Linked DNA regions of Mus musculus: all the other regions are linked to region 1. Evidence: chromatin contacts called from public promoter capture Hi-C data. All regions are on one chromosome and are shown on one strand. Each heading gives the region's core, a stretch centred on a gene start, on an enhancer-like site or on the middle of the called end of the contact. The rest is flanking DNA. Distances are from core to core; before and after follow the strand shown. Region 1 overlaps Micos10 (mitochondrial contact site and cristae organizing system subunit 10). Region 2 overlaps Capzb (capping protein (actin filament) muscle Z-line, beta). Region 3 overlaps Slc66a1 (solute carrier family 66 member 1).

Region 1 (4,600 bases), core at 351-2,850:
CAGTGCTCTTAACCACTGAGCCATTTCTCAGCCCAAGAAAATTCTTTTTATCTCAAATATTTTCAGGCATGCTAGTACACTCCTATAATCCCAATACATGGGAAAAGGATGCGGCAAGAGGACCGGAAGGAGTTCAAGGCCATCCTTATTTACATAGCAAGCTCAAAGCAAGCCTGAGCTACATGAGACCCTGCCTCAAAAACTAAAACTTCTATGGTAGTATGTCCTAGTTTTCCAGATGTAGAAAATAACTTGCCAAAACAACCTATCACTTATAAAGTAGTCCAGTGGGGCCAATTCTGCCAGTCTCATTATGCCACTGTCCCCAGGACATCCAGAAAGAGGATTCTCCTCTACTTTCAGCCCACCAACACTACCTTCTATGGGGAACTGGAGTGTCCCGATGTCTAGGAGTGAAGATGCAATTAGAACATGAGCCATGTTCTCGGCGCACCAGCCCAGAGCACTAGGCAGCCAGGCTAGTAACAAGGAGGGCTTGCTCAGGTTTCTTCCTTGACTAACACTACCACATATATCACACAGACTAGCCTACCTGGCAGGACTGTAGAACTTCAGAGGCTAGACACTACTGTCATCGCTACACCAAGCCCTGGAATCTGCCACTGCTTGCTTGGCTTACAAAATGGCAGGAGGTTTGGTTTCAAGGCAACTTGCTTCACCCCTTGCAGTTGCAGAGTGAGTAGGAAGCAGCACATTGGTCCTAGAGCATGGGGCAAAGGGTTTGGACTGGCTCACAGAGGCAGGTCAGTGAAAGCAGGTAGGCTACAGCTAGGGCCTTTGCGGGTCTCCAGCTGGAGGCAAGGTTTTGCCAAAGGAGTCAAAAGCCCAGAGGAAACTAATGTGGCATGCTTCTTGTCCCTTTGACTACAGGTCTGCTCTTACATTTTTCCCAAAGAAAGCAAGCTCTCTGACGCTAGCTGCTTCCTAGTGATGCTTGAGCCCACAGCTATCAGCACCACTCAATCAAAAGATGAGCCACGCCCACACCAACCAAGAACGGGCCATCAAGAGTTCAGTTTACCAACCAAGCTAGCCAGCTCCTGCCAACTGTATTCATCTGAAAGTATAACTGAGCTCAAAGCCCCAGCCAAACCCAGTTCTCAAGGAACCTTAATTAGACTGGGGCTGCTACATTTTTAATTCCTAACTGAGACTCCACCCTCCATCTCTGGATTACTGAGACACAAACAGGACTACTCTGTACAAGAAAAGGGTTCCTATCTGCTTCACCTGTAATAGCTAGCACACTTGCAGTCAGAGATGCCAAGGCTGGAATGCTGAGCTCCCCGGAGTCAAGCCCTCGCTCGCTCCTTCTCTTTGAAAAGGCAGCATGCTGCTTCAAAGACAGTCCCACCTGGCCTGGGGACTCTGCAGCTGCTTCCACTCAAGCCTGGCACCTCTAGGCCAGGTTTAACTTTAGAACAATTGGACAGGAAAGGTTTGCCTTACAATAAAAACAAAGCAGCACAGAGAGAAGCGTCTTCTCTGCCTTTGGCCACTTCTTGTTGTTGCATGACAAGCTCTGCTGGAAGAAAAGCCAAAGGGAAAAGTACAAAGCATTTTTTCCCCTCCCCTGAAAGCAAATATTTAACTACGAATGCAGTTTATATAACTTTGTCTCCCAGCTTGGTGCTCTCAAAAGCCCATGCTGTCTGAAATGACAAAGAACCCTCAGGTTCAGAGTGTGGCTTATCAGCACACATCTCCACACGCACAGCCAAGACCAGTCATCAGGGAGAGGGGGACAAGGGGGAAACAACACAAGACTGACATCAGGCCCAGAGCCCATGTTTTCTGCAGCCAGTTCTTTTAGAGAGGAAAAAGAATTGGCATAAATCTTTCCAAAGACATTATTTCAAATTACTCTAACCATGCAATCTGGTGCACACTTGCTGACTTGTGTGTCAGTAATCGGCAAAGAAACATTTTTTGGGAGTGGAGCAGTTCCTTAGCTGGTCATTTGGTTCATTATTTATCTATCTATTTACTCACTTATCTATTTTATGAGTACACTGTAGCTGTAATCAGACACACCAGAAGAGGGCATCGAATCCCATTACAGATGGTTGTGAGCCACTGTGTGGTTGCTGGGAATTGAACTCAGGACCTCTGGAAGAGCAGTGAGTCATCTCTCTTAACCACTGAGCCATCTCTCCAGCCCCTTGCCTTGGTGCTGGTTTTTAAGTTGCTATTATTCCATCTGTGTGTGTGAATGTATGTGTGTGTGTCACACACGCTTTACCAGCTAAGCACTTGCTGGCTTCTCTGACACTGTTTGGTTTTTTAACATGAAGATTTTATGATTTATTTTGTGAGTATGGGTGTCTTGCCTTCATTTATGTACATGCACCAAGTGTGTGCCTGGTATCCATGGAGGTCAGGAGAAGGAATTAGTTACACATGACTGAATGACCATATGTGGGTGCTAAGGAACAGAACCTAGGTCCTTTGCAAGAGCAGTTAAGTGCTCTTAGCCACTGAGCCATCTCTCTAGCTCCTGACACAGAGAATGCAATTTCTAACAACTACACATATAGCATGGATTTATCTTGTGCCTAAATGCATGCTTTTAAGTAACTTTAAAGGTAGAATGTACGCTGTAACACAGGGTAATCACGGGGTGAAACATTCAGACACAGAATCTGCTCCCAGGCTACAGATTAGGCACAAAGTCCACGTTACTGTAGATGAAAGAAAACCCAACCTGCAGGAATTCCCAAGAGGCTCCATAAGCTGACTGCTGTCACCATCAGGCTCTGCAGAACAAGCTGGAGCAAAGCATGACCCTGTGTGGCCCACTCTGTGGAGGCTGAAACTGCATCACACTCCCAACAAGGGATGAGCAGTCCCAGAGAAAGAACAAAAAGTCATACAGAGATTCCCTGTAGGACATTAAAAAAAAAAAATCACTGGTTGGGGGGACCTGGAGAGATGGCTGAGCAGTTGAGCACTGGCTGCTCTTACAGAGGACCCATATTTGATTCCCAGCACTCACATGGTGGCTTGCCACCATTCTTAACTCTAGTTCTAGGGGGTCCAATGCCCTCTTCTGACTTCTGCGGGCACCAAGCACACATGTGGTGTACAAATATACATTCATATAAAATAGAGTGAACAGATGTAATAAACAATTTGTTAATGTTTATTGAAAACCATTGGGGGGGGCTGGAGAGATGGTTGAGAGCACTGACTGCTCTTCCAGAGGTCTTGAGTTCAAATCCCAGCAACCACATGGTGGCTCACACCCATCTGTAATGAGATCTAACTCCCTCTTCTGGTGTGTCTGAAGACAGCTACAGTGTACTTACATATAATAAACAAATCTTTAAAACAAACAAACAAAAAACCCACTGGGTTGCAAGTCTACAGTCCCAGCTACTTCTGAGGCCGAGGGAACAAGGAGACCCAGGTGTTTAAGGCCAGGTGGTACAACAGAGCAAAATCATCTTGGGGGGAGGTCATATGGTGGGGAGGAACCTATCACAGATTCTTTTTATTAACCAACAACAAAAAAGCTTTTTGTTTGTTTGTTTGGTTTTTGTTGGAGGTAGAGTGTCAAGACAGGGTTTCTCTGTGTAGCCCTGGCTCTCTTGGTACTCACTCTGTAGACAAGGCTGGCCTGGAACTCAGAGATCAGCATGCCTCTGCCTCCTGTGTACTGGATTACAGGTATGTGCCACCACTGTCCAGTCTCACAAAAAACTTCTTAAATGACTATTTTCTAAGACCTCACACTCTAGTGTACATTTAACATTTTAAAAAAGGATTCACTATTCATAAGACTGGAACCAGCAAGTTATCAGGGCTAAAACTTAATCTGTATCTAAAAATAAAACTGGAGAGCATCTCCACTCGGTTTTGTACAGCTCCCATGGTGTTACAGGAGAGCCCATGCCCACTCAGCTGCTTATTATACACGTGAAAAGGCTTGGAAACCCCCAGTCCTTAACTGTGTGCCCACCAGTGTCTGACAGAAGAGACAAGCAGTAAACACTGGAGGACCACTCTCCTGCCAGCGGGCGGGCGGCATGAAGGCCTCAAGGTAATCCCCAACTTTATGTCAATCACTTACCAGGCCCAGCCCCAGCCTGCTCAGCCCCAGGGAAAACAATCTGCCCTGGAGGGTTGCTTACTGCAGCGGCGGCTCTAGGACTGACAGCGAAGAGCTCAGTAACAAGTACTAAACTCTGTTGTTGTCATTGTAGAACTCAAAAGATGTCAAAAGCATACTAGTTAATCCTCTTACAGTACAGTCACTGGCTCACGTGTTCACGGTCATCAGGTGAGCTCAAAATCTATTATTTCCTACTCAGAGCAACTGTCTATGTTTCATTTGTGTGAACTCATCTGGAGTGTGTGAGTGTGTGTGTGTGTCTGTGCGCGCTCATGCGTACACAACCTTGTTATGTCACTCAGGCTGGCCTTGAACCCTCAAAATCTGGGATTATAAAATGTACATCACCACACCCAATTCTTCTTGTCTTTAACAAAGAATCCCTTCAGATTTATTGCAACTAGATCATTTTGCTTTAAAATATAATGAAGATTTCCCTGGTTAAATAAAACTGTATTTACACAC
Region 2 (4,588 bases), core at 9-2,508, 160 kb after region 1:
TATGGACGTCTGCAGTTCTCTGAGCATCACTCTGGCCCATGTGGGCAGCTCCTGGGTTCTCCTCTTGGCCAGAGATAGGCAAATCAGGAGTTTGTAGCCAGGGGTTACAAAGGAATGTTAGTCACAGATAGGAGGCAGCCAGCTTCAGCACCTGTCTGGGCCACTGGGGCTCTTCTCATTCCCGAGCTGAAGTTAAGTCGCTCTCGCCTGTGAGAAGCATCCTTCTCGCATCAGAAGGATGTGAAGGGTGATCCAAGAAGCCAACCACTCTTGGTAACTGAGGACTTGGCACTTAGAGACTGGGGAGGAACATGAAGAAGTCACTGTCTGGGAGCTAGAACCTCGATTCATGCTAGGATGTATCTGTTCTGTGGGTTTTTTCTCCCTAGCACAAACTGTCATCAAGCAGGAGAGCCTTGCCTATGTGACCTTGTCCCTGCCAGTCTACATGATAATCATAGTAAAAATGTCCCATCGGCCATCTGACAATCTTGTGCTTCTAGTTAGTGAGGTCTCAGAAGGCCCTGTCTGTGACAGAAGGGTGAAGTGGGCAAGGGGAAAGTTTCAGAATCCAAGAGTGGCTGCCACTGCCAGCTTGGCACAGATGAAGGGCATCCACCGGTTAGACCATTCTAACAGGTTTACTAGACCCTGATATACCTTTGCGCCAACCGCCTTAGTCATCGGATCTCTCAGAGGTCTCGAGACCTTCGTTTGTCTTGATCTGTCTTCATCTTGACAGAGGTGCCAGAGTCTAGCCCCTCCATGACCTCGTTTTCCCCTGCAGCGCCCTCGCCTGGGCCTCACTGTATCTGTCTAGAAGGCATTCATACTCTCTCGCCTTGCCTCTTCCTCTCATATATTCTGAGTCACAGAGATCTCTGTGGGAGGGTGGCCCAGGGCCTGTGAGTGACAGCAGAGTCTGAATCCATGCGTAAGAAGACAAGTTGCTGGCCACAGGTGTCCTTGGGGCGGCTACAGGCTCGGCGTGAGCCTTGCCGTGGACTGCTAAGCTGAGTACTGTTCTCCCACCATAGGAGGGGCCCTGGTGAGCTGTAGACAGGTGGATCATAGTGACAGGAGGGACACACTGCAGGATTGAAAGACTGGGAAACTGTAGGAGTCCATGGGAGCCATCTGGAGTTCTGTGGGAAGACAGGGTGAGGAGGTTGACCTTTCTGCTCTAGGTGGTTGTAAGGTGTTCAGCTGTGCCCAGTGTCTGAAACAAACCTTTGCCCTGGGAGCTATTGAGTGCCTGTGCCTAGAACTGTGTAACAGGAGCTTTTGAGAAAGATGGAAGAGGTTATGAGCCAGCTCTTATGACACTCAGGTTCCCACGTGAGGAAACCAATCAATATTCCCAGCTTTGGTTTTAGCCTTATTTTAGGGGTGTGTGTGTGTGTGTGTGTGTTTGCATGTGTGTCCTCATGAGAAGCCAAAGGAGCCCTGGGGTGTCTTCCCCTACTGCTCTCCCCCTTATTCCTATAAGGTAGAGTCTCTCACTGAGCCTGAAGCTGGCCTTTCACTGAGAGTAGCTGGCTAGTGAGTTCCCTGGGTTTGCCCGTCTCTGCTCCCCAACACTAAGTTGACAGGTAAGCACAATGCCTGGCTTTTCTTTTTTGTTGATTGTCGTTTGTTTTGGATTTTCTGTTTTGTTTTGATTTGATCTTGTGACAGGGCCTCACTCTGCAGCCTTGGCTAGACTGGAAATCACTCTGTAGACCAGACTAGCTTCGCCTGCCTTTGCCTCCCAAGTGCTGGGGTTACAGAGGTGTATACCTCTACATCTGGCCTCAGCTTTTTTCTCTTTTTAGCGTACTTTTTTAGTGTATTTATTTTACATGGGTGTACATATGGAGATCAGAAGACAGTCTGTGGGAGTTAGCTCTATCCTTCCGCCATGTGGGCCCGGGGATTGAACTAAAGTTGTCAGGCTTGGCAGCGGATGTCCTTACCTGCTAAGCCACGTCACTGACCAAGGCCATCTTTCTATGTGGGTGCTAGTGACTCAAAAGTAGATCCTCTTGTTTACACAGAAAGTTCTCTCGCCCGTAGAGCTGTCTCCAGCCATACCTTTACAGGCCCTTGCCCACGTTGCCCAGCTCTAGACCGTCCTGCCTCGGCCTTCTGAGGGTGGGCTTATAGGTGTGCGGCCATCCCTGGACGCCTTGACTTTATTTAACCAATCAGAAGAAGCTTCAGAAGAAGACCCCCACCTAGCATCTTTGAGACTTCATCTCTTCCTTAAGCCTCTGCCATATGGGTCTGTGGGCCTGGGTCAGCACCGTGGAGACTAGAGTCTCATGGCTTGAGCCCAGACCGGAGGCAGTTACCCGGGCAGATGCCCATGGCTGAAGGGAGGTCCCTGTGAACCCTAGAACCACAGTTAGTTTCTTGGAGGGCACTGGAAGGTCAGCTCCAGCAGGAATGTCCTGGCCTTGGCCTTGCTGTTTTGTTCTGTTTTTAAGGTTGTGGCCCGGGACTCAGTGCATGTGAAACCTTTGCATTCGGACCTGGCCACTGTTCCAGGAGGCAGGATTGTAGGCCAGCTTCCAAAGCCACTCAAGGCCCATCTCCTCGTTCCATCTGCAGCTCGGGCTGGCCAAGGCTGCCATTTGGGTGGATCACAGTTACAGCTCAGGTTCCCAAAGCAACTTTCCATCCACGGGCTCTGCACACCTCGGCATCAAACCCTCCACAAGGTCCTCGGGCCAGGACCCTTTTTACTTCTCTCCAGGAGGTCACTGTGAGTGTAGAATGTTTTCGCTTTTTGGTTCCGCAGTGCAGACTGTGGCGTGGACTCCGAATGTGACTGATGATATGCAGCTGGAAAGGGGTTTTCAGAGACTCGGAAGACAAATCATGATCCATTTTAAGGATCTTAAGGAGGGTAGAGAATATGTTCACATAGGTGCATAATCCTGACGGGCCTCACTGAAGTGGCTAGCCCCTCGGAGGGTTTTGCCTTGGGCCTCCTGCTTCATCCAGTGCAAAGGTACCCCCTTGTCTCCCAAGTCACCTAGTGGTTACCTTGTCATTCCCAAACAGAGGAACTATAGCTTCTCCCCTGAAACTCCCGTTTCTCAAGGCCTGCAAGACCACTCCACAGGTCTGTTCTCCTCTGTTGACAGCCAGGGCCACCAGGGCTTCTGATAAGACTGATGGCTGATGTATGCCTGCTTCTCTGACACCAGTAAAGATGATCACACACGCACACACACATACACCCTGGTGATCTGTCATTGAGTCTGCTGTGAGCCTTTCTAGGTGGGGCTCAACTCCTCCCTTCATAGCCCAACCTTGTCCAAAATGACATCTCTGGTTCTCCCGAGAGGTAGCTCCTGTCTCCTGATTTAAGCAGACCTCTTGGCATTCGGGTTGTGTGTAGTGATTGCGTCCCTCTGTTGTTTCCCCTTCCATGAGGGGAGAGGCCCGAGAAGAGCCTGTGCTTTCCTCTCTTAAGGAATGTTCTCCCACCTGACTGGACTCCTTGCCGTAGGAGCCCTGTGGTTGTCCCCTCCTAGACCCCTTCTCCTCAGTCCTTAGAGAACTGGGGGTTTTGTCAGAACCTCAAGTTAGATTTCAGAGTGGTATCAGCTGGATCCCCTAGCTTCCAATGCCTGGCCACATTGGATCCCACAATCTTGTTGACATGCAAGGCCAGAGAGCAGGCCTGGAGCCATGGCAGAGCCACCTCATTGAAATAGCATGTTAGCATTTAAACAATAGTAATACTATTGGACTCATTAAATGTACAAAGGCCAATCAAAGTGCTTCCATGTGTGTGCTGTTAGTTCTGGCGGGCAACGCCTCCAATGGCTTCATGTGGTTTCAGACAACATTTTAGCACATTCTTAAAATACCCACAAAAGCCTTTATGTAAAAACTCATAAATGTGAACCACATAAAATTATTTTTTTCCGTGTTTCATGTCACCATGATCAAAGTCCGGTAGGTAAGAGTAAATTTTCAAAGCCTTGTCGAGGTCCTTCTTTAATGAATGCTTCACGGGCAGCGCGAAACCATAAACCATATAATGGGGGTACAACTGTCTGAGCACCCCATGCCACCTCCCTTCTCATAGTGCTTGCCAGCAAACCTGGGGCTTCCGGATGATTCCAGAGTGGCCCTTCTAATCAATCTGGTTTCAGTCCCTTTCCTTTGTATTAGACATTCTCGTTGAGACTTGCAGCTGAGTGAGGTCCCTGAGGTCCCCCTTCGTGGTGTGTGGAATCAAGTCCGTTCTTGAATTGTTGGGGCACTGTCTAAGGAACCGAGTCTCCTCTTGTCTGCCCTGCTCCTGCAGAGAACACTCTAGTTCCTGGGGAAAGCGGGTGTGGCAGGCCACTGGCAGCATGGCCCCTGTTCTGTGGCCAGTGGGGAACCTCCAGATGGCCACTGGCCACTGTGGAGAAGGGCTGAGCAGCAGCTGCCTGGTGAAAGTGCCACGCTTACCCATCCTGCACCATCCCTGCACTTACATAAAGTCCAGCATCTCAACAAAGGCTGGAAGGAACCGCGGAAAATTTAGATTTGTGGGAAATGTCAATTTATGGTATTATGGGGTGATTTTTAAATTTATTTTTCT
Region 3 (4,489 bases), core at 618-3,117, 190 kb after region 1:
TCAGAGGTCGGTAACGCTGTTTCCAGTGTTGTGGGAGAGGGAAACAGAGGGAACTGGCCTAAGTCACACGGCTCCCGGGAGCGGAAACAGGCTTGAGATGCTTAAGTCTGTGAAGCCCTCACCTAACAGATATAATAACCAGGCCACCAGGTTCTGCAAGCCCTCTTCTCTGACCCCTACTTGGAGCACTGGAGCAAGCTTCCAGAAGACAGAAGAAATCAAAGTTTGGAGAAATGTAATCTTTCTGAGACTGTACCCCCTCTGTCAAAGCCAAGTCCCCCACGAAGGAGTGTCACCCCTCCTGACAGACCCAGGGGCAGGGCTGCCATCTCATTTTCTCCTGCCTGTGCAGCTTCAGTTCAGGCCTGCGCCTGGGGTCACGTGCCTTACTGAGGCCCCAGATCTTCAGGATTTGGAAAAGGTGCCATCTGGCCCTAGGAAACTAGCATAGCGCCAAGTCCCAGGATGGCATGGAGCTGAAAGATCACCTGAGGGCAGCAGTGGGCTGGGAGTAGGGACCAGGAGCACCACATGCCTCACCTGGGTCTGTGCCAGGACCTTCTCTTTAGCTGTGGGCAAAGACAATGAGACAGCACTCAGAGGTGGCTGCCCTGTTTGTCTCTGGCAGGTAGCCCCTGGCCTGCATCTAACTTTCTGCACCTACAATAATGTATGAGTAAGCTGAGGCCAGCGAGGAAGGGGGCTGGTCCTCTGTCCCCAAAAGGTGGTGTAACAAAGACAGCGGGGAGCAACCTTTCTCCCTCCTCTCTGTCCTCATCACCTCTGGGCCCTGTCTCCTGTTGGCTTTGTCCTCCATCTGTTCTTCCGGTCTCCACCTTCTTCAGGAAGGCACCAGTCTGCCCCTCTGCTCTACTTCAAAGGCAACTGTCACTGAGTTCCTGCGAGACACTTGACTACACATCTCCCTTTGGGCTAACCGCCTCACCCTACCTACGCAGCCTTGGCAAGGACACAGAGGGTGGTCGTGTGGTCATGCCAAGTGCCCCTGGTGATGCTCAACCAAATCCTGCCCTTAGTTATCTGCTTCTTCCAGAGCCCCACGAACAAAGAGCCCACTGGTGTCCCCTTTGCTCCATGTCACAGCAGGGTAAGGTCTGTGTACAAGAGGGCAGAGAGATACAAGTCAGGATGCCAAGGGCCACGGAGGCTACACATGGTCCCCCTATCTCCCTGCCTGGACCCTAAGCACCACGGGAAGGAGCAGCAGAAACAGGCCCAGCTGGAAGGTACCATTTACTAGGTTGTATCCAGTCAGAGGGACAACCCTGGGTCCCCTGACTATGATGTAACCAAGAGTACAGTCAGATTGAGGTAGGTAGATGGGAGGTGACCATACCGTCTTCTGGGGTCTCAGCTATGGGTGCCCTAGAGGCTCCTCGGGCAGCTGTCATACACCTGAGATGTATGCCCCTGTGCAGCACAAGCCAACTCCAGATCTGTCTGAAGGTCAGGAGGAGTTCTAGGCAGCCAGGCCCAGAGTTCCAGGCAGCCCCCTAGGCCCAGTCCAGCGGCGGCAGTATCTCTGCCCACACCTCATCCTTCCTGGTTTGGCAGCTGAGGTTCCCATCATCCAGGACGATGATCAGCTGGGGAGGAGGGGCTCTCGCTCTGAGGCAGCAGCAGTCTCATGGCTTCTGTACACCAGGAACTGGATGGAGATCTGAGGACACTGTTAAGGTACTGCAGCCACACTGGGCCAGCCCTGCTCCTGTCGCCTTGCTCTCCCACCACCGAGTGCCCTCCTTGATGCCCTGACTCTGCCATCAGGGACCCTGGAATAGGGCGCTCTTCCTCCCTACAACACCCAGAGGCTGGGCCACATGGGCCCTCTAGACTTTAAGCTTTTCTCTCTCACCACGTCCCACTGGGACTCTCCAAATGTTGACACAAAGACCGTGTTTACTTCTTGCCAAATAACGTCCAGCTGAACCACTTGGCAACACTAACAGGTCACATGGAGAGGGTGTTCAGACACTGATGCCAGCAGGGACAGTGACTGAAACCCTGAGGGTCTGACTGGCAGTTCACCCTTGTCATCAGGGAGGAAACGGAGAAGAGGAGTGAAGCCCACACAAGCTTGTCTCCATGACTCAGCTCTCGTTTCCACAGTGCACACACTCTTCTGTCCCTTGGGGCCTTTGCACAGGCTGTGCTGGGACTCTGTTCCCTTGTGCCTGAATAACTTCTCCCCCAGTCCCGGTGCGATGACCTGCTGGGGCCTCTGTCTCCCCCAAACCAGGAGAGTCCAGTGGTGATTCACTCCACGGCGCTGGGTGCCACTGAAGTTAGGTAACCACCCCAAAACCTAGTGCACGCTCTGTCCTTGCTCACTGATGGGACTGGTCCTGGCTGGGTCCACCCATCATGGATGGACTGATGGACACACAGATGGGTGGATGGGTGGGTGTGGGTGAATAAATGGATGGATAAATGGGAAACTGAATGGGTAGTCGAGTGAATGGACAGGTGGGTGGGAGACTGGATGGGCAGATACACTGGAAGATGGGTAGATGGGTGGATGGATAGATAATGGATGGGTGGGTAGATGGATGGATGGATGATGGACAGACGGTGGGTAGATGGATGGGGATGGACAGGTAAATGGAGGTTGGATGAAATGTTGGATTATAGATGAAGGATGGGTGGACAAATGGGATGTGTGTATGATTAGGTGAGTGCATAGATGGATAGGTGTCTAAGTGGGTGATGGGTGGGTGGATGAGGTTGGATGGGTAAATGAAGGGTGGTTAAAGGCTGGATTGTAGATGGAAGGACACACGGACGAATAGGTGAATGTGCTAATGGACAGGTGGATGAGTATGTAGACAGAGGGGTGGGCTGGCAGGGATGTGCACACTGAAGCAGAGGCCGTCTTGCCCACACAACGGTGCCAACATCACACGCTTTGAAGGATACGATGGTGTCGAGCAGCAGCACCCCCAGGCTGCCCACGAGCCAGGGCAGGTGGTGCAGCAGGTAGCTGCCCTCACTCTGGCCCACCTCGGGGTTCTTGAGCAGCACGCTGAGCCCGTACAGCGTGTTCCCCAGCATCACCAGTGCGAACAGCGAGTAGGAGATGCCTTGGGTTGACTGCCGTATGAACTGTGGGGGAGGGGCTGAGTGAGAGACCCCAAAGAGGGTTCTTGTCTACAACCCCAGCACGTACTTGGGGGGTTGAGGCAGGAGGATCATGAGTCCAAGACCAAGCCTAATCTATGCAGCCACAGTCCCTGTGTGTGTCCTCCATGACACATACTCCTAGCTGGTTTTTCATTGTGTGCCCCATACCAACTATGGGCTTGGCACTCAAAACTCCCTGTCCATGGTCAGCTCCAAATCCCAGCTCCAAGCACTGCCCCCAGGACCATGGGTAGCCCTGGCTGTGGCCCCCACGGACTCCTTCTGCCAGGTAAGCCTCCAGTAGGGGTCCTCATCACTTCCTGTCCACTCTGGTTTCTCAGCTTAGCAGTTCCCGCACACCTGACCTCCAGCACTGCTGGGAAACAGTCTCATGCATGTCCCCATGAAAGGTGTGTCAAGGAGCCAATTTCCCAGAGGTGGAAAGAGACGCAGCCAGCTGGGTGACTTTACCCATGTCATCTGCTGCTGTGGTTTAGATCTTCCGAACAAAACTCCTGACCCATCCCACTGCTTAACCTGGCGGCCCTCCTCCATGTGACCCCACCCCTCCTGAAAGCTCACATTGGTGCGAATCTGAGGCAGCCTCGAGAGCAGGTACAGCAAGCTGGAGGCGGAGCCGATGACAAAGCCGATGACCTCCTTCTTTGTGAAGGGCTGGGAGGGTGGAAGGGGACACTCAATATCTGGTGGGAGCTTTAGAGGGGTGGTCTCCCCACAACGTAACATCTATGTGATCATGCAGGGGAAGGCGAGGTGGCCCCCCCATGCCACCACCACAGACCCATCATCTCCTTCCTACCTTATTGCCTGGCTCCACAGACAGGAGTGTCCGCCCCCGGAAGCCTTCCCTGGGGACAGCCACAGGATCAGTGCTGCTCAACAGTGGTGTGATACACACCGTCCCCAAGATGAACAAGAGCACAGAATTGATAGGGGCAGACACTGGATTGAGGCAGGAGAGAAGCCAAGATTAGGTATCTGGGTGTACAGCAGACAGCTTGGGATGGGAGTCCCCAGCCTTGCTTCTCAGTAGCTGTATGACCTTGGACAAGTGACCTAGCCTCTCTGAGCTCCAGTCCTTCATCTGTAGAATGGGCATACAACAGTACCCTTCCCCTAGGGATGCAAAGGAAAGATAGTCAGGGCAGGGGGGGTCGGCACTCAGCTGGGGAGTCTGCTCTGCGATGCACCCTCACTTCTGGCTCTGAACCAGAGACTCTGAACAGAGTCTCCTCCCTGTGGTTTGATGTATACACGTCTCCATCTCAGCCTGCTTCACCTCAGGTCCCAGGCTTCCCAAGGGCAGCTGAGCCCGACCCAGCGTGAC

Evidence for each region. Capture Hi-C pulls out chosen DNA fragments and counts their contacts.
Region 2: a contact with region 1 is called in a promoter capture Hi-C map of liver. The contact joins two enhancer-like sites. A contact is called at or near these places in 4 of 484 Hi-C or Micro-C datasets (bone marrow-derived DN2 thymocytes, bone marrow-derived macrophages, embryonic fibroblasts and 1 more), 12 of 115 datasets of contacts at active chromatin or transcription factors (bone marrow-derived macrophages, craniofacial prominence, embryonic basal ganglia and 7 more) and 3 of 9 other capture datasets (adipose tissue, liver and pancreatic islet).
Region 3: a contact with region 1 is called in a promoter capture Hi-C map of liver. The contact joins two enhancer-like sites. A contact is called at or near these places in 5 of 39 promoter capture datasets (HPC-7-derived erythroid cells, cranial neural crest, frontonasal cranial neural crest and 2 more), 5 of 484 Hi-C or Micro-C datasets (the HPC-7 cell line, bone marrow-derived DN2 thymocytes, bone marrow-derived macrophages and 2 more), 10 of 115 datasets of contacts at active chromatin or transcription factors (bone marrow-derived macrophages, craniofacial prominence, embryonic basal ganglia and 7 more) and 3 of 9 other capture datasets (adipose tissue, liver and pancreatic islet).

The regions. Positions count from the first base shown.
Region 1 is chr4:139,109,966-139,114,565 of GRCm38.p6, forward strand. All of the region lies in intron 1 of Micos10 (mitochondrial contact site and cristae organizing system subunit 10), which reads right to left. Among named protein-coding and RNA genes, the nearest start is that of Micos10, 19 kb to the right of the region's middle. Within about 2 kb of position 1,601, at least 32 of the 459 cell types and tissues checked have an H3K27ac peak or open chromatin away from gene starts, as enhancers often do. A contact at or near this core is called in hepatocytes and liver, where this site is marked.
Region 2 is chr4:139,272,208-139,276,795 of GRCm38.p6, forward strand. The region is part of intron 4 of Capzb (capping protein (actin filament) muscle Z-line, beta); the gene reads left to right. Among named protein-coding and RNA genes, the nearest start is that of Slc66a1, 36 kb to the right of the region's middle. Within about 2 kb of position 1,259, at least 10 of the 459 cell types and tissues checked have an H3K27ac peak or open chromatin away from gene starts, as enhancers often do. A contact at or near this core is called in hepatocytes and liver, where this site is marked.
Region 3 is chr4:139,297,289-139,301,777 of GRCm38.p6, forward strand. It overlaps Slc66a1 (solute carrier family 66 member 1), which reads right to left. Exons shown (of 9, transcript NM_145384.3): 6 at 3,962-4,104; 7 at 3,724-3,816; 8 at 2,938-3,123; 9 at 1,242-1,681. The coding sequence ends at 1,604. Among named protein-coding and RNA genes, the nearest start is that of Slc66a1, 11 kb to the right of the region's middle. Within about 2 kb of position 1,868, at least 38 of the 459 cell types and tissues checked have an H3K27ac peak or open chromatin away from gene starts, as enhancers often do. A contact at or near this core is called in liver, where this site is marked.